Linked DNA regions of Ovis aries: region 1 is linked to region 2. The links are chromatin contacts, called in public Hi-C maps. All regions are on one chromosome and are shown on one strand. Each heading gives the region's core, a stretch centred on a gene start, on an enhancer-like site or on the middle of the called end of the contact. The rest is flanking DNA. Distances are from core to core; before and after follow the strand shown. Region 1 holds the start of USP34 (ubiquitin specific peptidase 34). Region 2 has its middle 47 kb from the start of FAM161A.

Region 1 (2,837 bases), core at 223-2,722, 300 kb before region 2:
AACCACTTGCACCAAAAATAACAGTATCTCAAAATATATACAAATAACCTCAAAGGTGTACCTGTGGCTGATTCTTGTTGATATATGACAGAAAACCACACAATTCTATAAAGCAGTTATCCTCCAACTATAAAATTTAAATATATATATACAAATAATCTTAAAATTCCAGGAAATTTTAGAGTGAAACATACTGGAAAGTATAGTTTAAATTTGTGCAAAAGCCTGCTTCCTTCCACCTGTCAGGAAGAAAATAGAGGTGAAAGTAAACTAGAACCCTTCCACTTTTATTATTGCCTTTGCTCATTAAACTCAAACACAAACTAGATGATATATTTTATTATCAAGTTGTTTTAAAGAATATTAGAAAGTAAACAGTTTGGCAGGCTTTCGAAATACCACGCACAAAACACAAATCCAAAATCCACAAAAGCTGTTCCTAAACGAACATTTTCTCAACCCTCAACTTTTTGTAAATTAATCTTTTATCTAATTCACGTCGCCCAACTAGGCCTTTGGGCCCAGAAATAGTTAACTTGCAACATGCCTTGCTTCTTTAAGCTAAGATACCATCTTACAAGAGTCTGGAGTAAAATAAATTAAAGGAATCTAACTAGAAAAGAGCAATGCACGCTTTGTAATAATCAAAAGTATATGAAATAAGGCCTTTCATTCCAGGACACAGGCCATGACTATCCCGGGATGGTATCTACTACAGTGCTCTCCTTGATATAAGAGAATTGATCATTAAAACGACGATTGGTACACTAAGAGACATCATTAATTTTTTAAAAAATAGATATAAGGGTTCCAATTATCACTATCACAGCTCATTTTCAGCTATTTAAGGACAGGCAGAAAGGTTTAACACACCTATACACCCCCAAGGGAGGGGAAAACCACCAACCACCTCCCAGGGAGTTTAATGAAAATTAGCAGGTAAGAGGCCTCGGCCGCACGCTGAAAATCAAAGAGGGCGGCCGGAGGGTCGAAGGGTTGACTGCAGAGGAGACTGGTACTCGGACCCCACCTCGCCTCACCTTCCCGTCAGGGCGAAGGGGGCGAAGGATCATTAGTGCCTTCGTTAATTGACACCTGTAATGAGGAAACTTTCCGAGCGGACAGCGCTCAGGCCCGGCCTGGCCGGAGCTCCGCGGCGGGCCCCTCTAGGGCGCCCAGGTAACCGGGCCGGGCTGGGCCCGAGGCGCCGCGGCGGCCGCGGCACCGCGCACCTTCCCGGGGCGCTAGGCCCGCACGCCGGCCGGCTCGGCCGCCGCCTCCCGCAGGCCGCGGCAGCTCGGGGAGGCCGGAGAGCGGCGCGGGGACCCCAAACCCTACACCCCGACAGGCCGCCGCCGCGGCTACTTACTTTCATTTAACACCTCCACCAGGTCTGCGCAGTTCTCGCACATCGTTCGGCCGCCGCCCCCCCCCTCCCCCGCTTCGGATCGCACTGACTGATCCCGATCGGCGGGGGGGAGGGGAGAGAGGCGGAGGAGGGGGCCGGCCGGCCGGCGGGGCGGGGAGGCGACGAGGGCGGGCGGCGGCGGGGACGGGGCGGGGAGCTGGAGAATGGGGGAGGGGGCCGGCGGTCCCCGGAGCGGGCGGGGGAGTGGAGGGGGGCGAGGGGAGGTGCGCAGGCCGGAGGGGCGCGGAGGCGCCGGCGGCGGGGAAGGGGGGGGGAGGACGGGGGGAGGGGAGAGGGAGGGAGGGGGCGGGTGGGGAGCGAAGCAGCAGAGTCACTTCACCGACCAGACGCCGCGGCCACCGCCGACGCCGCCGCCATTTTAATAGAGCGTTCGGGCTGCGCTCGGCTTTTTCCGTCCGGGCGAAGGAGCCGACGAAAAGGGCCTCGCGCTCTCATTCCTGCGCCTCCCTCCCTCTCTTCGCCTCCCACCTCTCCCTCCGCACACACGCCGCACGCCCCACACCCCGCCGCGGCCGGCTCGCCGCCCTCCCTTTCCTCTTCCGTCGGGCCTCCCCGCCCTCGGTCCACCCCCTCCGCGCGCTCGCCCACCCCGCCCAGCCCGGATCTCTGTCAGCGGCCGGAAGGGAAGCGCGAAGCCAGCGCGGCCGCGGGGGGAGTCCGGGTGAGTTGGAGAAGATGGCGGAGCTCCGAGCGGGTCGTGGTTGCGCGGCGTCGCCCACCGAGGCCGCTCCGCGGGCCCGGAGGCCCAGCAAGCGCCGGGTCACTCTCACCGCCCTGTCCTCCGCCCCTGCGCTTGGCCATTTTAACTCTGGGTCCCCCAGGGTGACTTGGTACTCATTTGTCTCGTCTCCCTCACCCAAACTCAGGCCTTTGGGGTTGCGGGAGGCTGGGGTTCCGGGAAGCCGGCTGGAGCGACGCCGCAGCCCAGGAGGGGACACGCAGCCCTCTCCCCGCGGGGTTTTGGAAGAATGGAACAGCCCCGGGCTGGCTTAACCTGCGAGCGTGTCCTCGAGCAGTGATACATTGATGTGACTAGAAATGGCGGAGTGAAGTGTCCCGGGCAGCTCCTTCTCTTTCCGCCAGAGGGCCCCCTACGAATTACCCTGAGTTTTCACCTGAAATAGCGTACGTAGTGTGCTTCCCGGCGGAGAGCACATAATACGGGAATTAAGTCGGAGAGCGGAGAATGAAGAACAGGTGGAGGGAAGTGGCCATTCAGCTGAAGTTTGTTGTTGTAACAGTTAGCTAGCGTGGGGAAAATCTTCCTCGCCTGCACTGATACTGTCCTTACTGATTTCTGTATCTAGTACATTCCTTTAGAGATATGATTGAGAAGTCCAGTTTACATAGTAGCATCTTTGAGATCCGTAGCCAGAGAGCTTTGGAGGCCTTGTGGGAATTCTTTTAC
Region 2 (2,809 bases), core at 17-2,516:
TATCTTTATTCAACTTTGGAACTATGTTGCGGTTTTCCATAACTGCTCTGTCTGAAAGTCTAATTTCTTGTTATGAAAGAGTGATTAATTAAACTTATTATGGGTTGTAGAGAGTGAGAAAAATAACTTTAAAGAGTTTTTATAGTTCTATAGGTTAAGATTATCAACATCAACTATAGAATTTAGTGACATGGTGTAACAAAATATAAGTTGACCCCTCAAGCCCTCACAAACACAATATCTTAATCACATTCAAAAGAACAGTGATTTTTGCAAATTGGTACAAAAGGGATTTCCATAATTTAATCTTAGAGAGCTGCTCTGTCTTCGTTTTTCAGTCATTAATTGGGTTGACCAAAAATAACAGATTTTGTTCATACAAACATATTGAAAGGAACTGTAAAATCATGAGACTTTGTTGTTGTATGTGTGATCAAGTCTTTCATGCCTTAATTTCACACTGGAAGATTTCCCTTTCTCTGCCTCACTACCTCAATCACAGAAAAACACAGGAAAAAGGGGTGTTCAGAACACTGGATGTTTCCACAGACATGTGGGGCAGAATTGTCAGGATAAATTTTACAAATCAATTAAACCAACACTGTCAAAAGTAATAACAGAGAAATGAAAAGTATACATTCCTTGTCTCATTCCAAATCCTAACAGAGGATTGTAAGTGCTTTAAAGACAGTCCATTAGAAAACAGACCATGGTTTTACTTGCCTTATTCTAACTAGGAAGATTGCTATCTCACTCTATACTTTTTGCTCCCTGGAGAGATCACAACGGTGAGACCATGGAAGGCATAAGGAACACTCATCATCTGGAAAGCAACTTAAAGCATAGGTTCTTGTACAACAGAGCTCAGGCAAATTCACAACATCATAGACACAGGAACAGGCTTAAGAAGGAACTTTACCAACCAAGAATCTGCAAGAGAAGGTACAGACAGAGGTCACACAGGGGCAAGGTGCTCTGTGGGACATGTCATAAGTGAGCATTTCGATGAAGGGACATCCTCTCTTCTTCAAGACCAAAGCTGTAAACATTCTTGTCAGTGGTGTTCATGCAGACTACTTGCTATCAGACTGTGTAGACGTCAACTGTCAAGAATTACCTGAGAGAGCCAGCTGCTTGTGTCTGGACTCCTTGGGTGTCCATGGGAAGTTGTGACCCCTCCTGCAGGGAGGGAGGAAGTCACCTGTGCCAAGGAAAGGGGAATTTGGAAGAAATAGGGAGACTGCTGGTCACAGCTGGTCAGTTGTCCAGACAACCCAGAGTGGTCTCCTGAGGTCATCTGCAGACTATTCTGTTTCACCACTAGGACTGGTCAGATATCTCTTTACATTAAAAGACACAGAATTTAGAATTCTGCTTTTATTAAAAATTTAAAATGCTCGTTTCTGCCACAATTGTTTGTAATCCTGAGAACCTTTTGAGGGGCTTCTGTTTTATGCCAATTGGAACAAAATTTAAATATTTTAAAAACTGGCCTTTAATTACGAATTTTAAAGATTCTTATTCAATGCCCTTCTGGCTTTGGCTCTCAGTGTTTCTCCTTGGAGTTTTGTCACTTACTCATTGCCACCTGCTGGATGAAAAAAGAAGTGCAGCTGAACATTTGCCTTTTCCTTAACATACCTGTCAGCCCTTCTCCGCTCCTCCAAGGAGTGGCGCCTTATTGCCCCAGGTGAAGGCAGAGGAATGTAGTACGGACTCAGGAAGAAGGAGGTTCTCTGACCTTTCCACTCCTGAGTGTGTTCTGCAACCTGCATTCATCCCTTCACCCCAGGGGTTGGGGGTGGGTAACTTGATGAACGGGATAGCAGCAGGTAAATTCACTGACTGCTCCCGAGAGCCAAGACGAGTACCTGTGATGATAAGACTGGCTGCTCCCATACATCCGCTGTTGAGATCAGAGCAGCTTTGATAGGTTTCTGTACCCTGTGGACTGGAGAAGGAAATGGCAACCTACTCCAGTACTCTTGCCTGGAAAATCCCATGGATGGAGGAGCCTGGTAGGCTACAGTCTATGGGGTCGCAAAGAGTCAGACACGACTGAGTGACTTCACTACCCTATGGACAGGTTAGGTTTACTTATTTAGGCTAATGTCAGATGACCTTAGGAATAAAAATCAGAGAAAGCTATTTTCAAGGCTGTTCGTAAGATATAAAATTAGGCTTAAACAAGAGATTTGAAAACTTGTTCACCACAGACCACTAAAAGTTTTCATGGCTCCATGAACACCTCTAACTTTTTGTTTCAAGAATATTGTTGTTGTTCAGTCACTAGGTCATGTCAGAGTCTGCGATCCCATGAACTTCAGCACCACTGTTTTCCTTGTCCTTTACTATTGGAAATTATTGTTCAAATCTGTCACCTTTCCTATTGAGCTCCAGTTCAGGTAACCACAGTGTGTCCCCTGGACCTCTCTCATCCCAGCCCGACAGGTCTCTGCTTCTGTCTTAGCAACCGCCAATCTATTTTCTCACTGCAACCAGGACAATCATTATAAAATGGATGGACAGAGGAGCCAGGTAGGCTGCAGTCCATGGGGTCGCTGAGAGCTGGACACAACTCAGTGACTTCACTCTCACTTTTCACTTTCATGCATTGGAGAAGGAAATGGCAACCCACTCCAGTATTCTTGCCTGGAGAATCCTAGGGACCGGGGAGCCTGGTGGGCTGCCATCTATGGGGTCGCACAGAGTCGGACACGACTGAAGCGACTTAGCAGCAGCAGCAGCAGCAGCAGCAAGCGTACCATTGCCATTTTTGAAGTCACGACTTTAATAAGCTTGGTGTGGG

The links. Hi-C and Micro-C count contacts between places; a contact is called where the count stands out from the background.
Region 1: a contact with region 2 is called in a Hi-C map of hypothalamus, with 5 times the contacts expected there. The contact joins the promoter of USP34 here to the enhancer-like site in region 2. A contact is called at or near these places in 6 of 16 Hi-C or Micro-C datasets (blood, hypothalamus, muscle and 2 more).

What each region holds. Positions count from the first base shown.
Region 1 is chr3:46,652,056-46,654,892 of ARS-UI_Ramb_v3.0, reverse strand. It overlaps USP34 (ubiquitin specific peptidase 34), which reads right to left and starts at 1,472. Exons shown (of 80, transcript XM_042246017.2): 1 at 1,370-1,472. The coding sequence starts at 1,412. LOC132659393 (a long non-coding RNA gene) reads left to right here and starts at 1,725. Exons shown (of 2, transcript XR_009599817.1): 1 at 1,725-2,090.
Region 2 is chr3:46,347,713-46,350,521 of ARS-UI_Ramb_v3.0, reverse strand. No RefSeq gene overlaps it. Among named protein-coding and RNA genes, the nearest start is that of FAM161A, 47 kb to the right of the region's middle. Within about 2 kb of position 1,266, at least 7 of the 54 cell types and tissues checked have an H3K27ac peak or open chromatin away from gene starts, as enhancers often do. A contact at or near this core is called in hypothalamus, where this site is marked.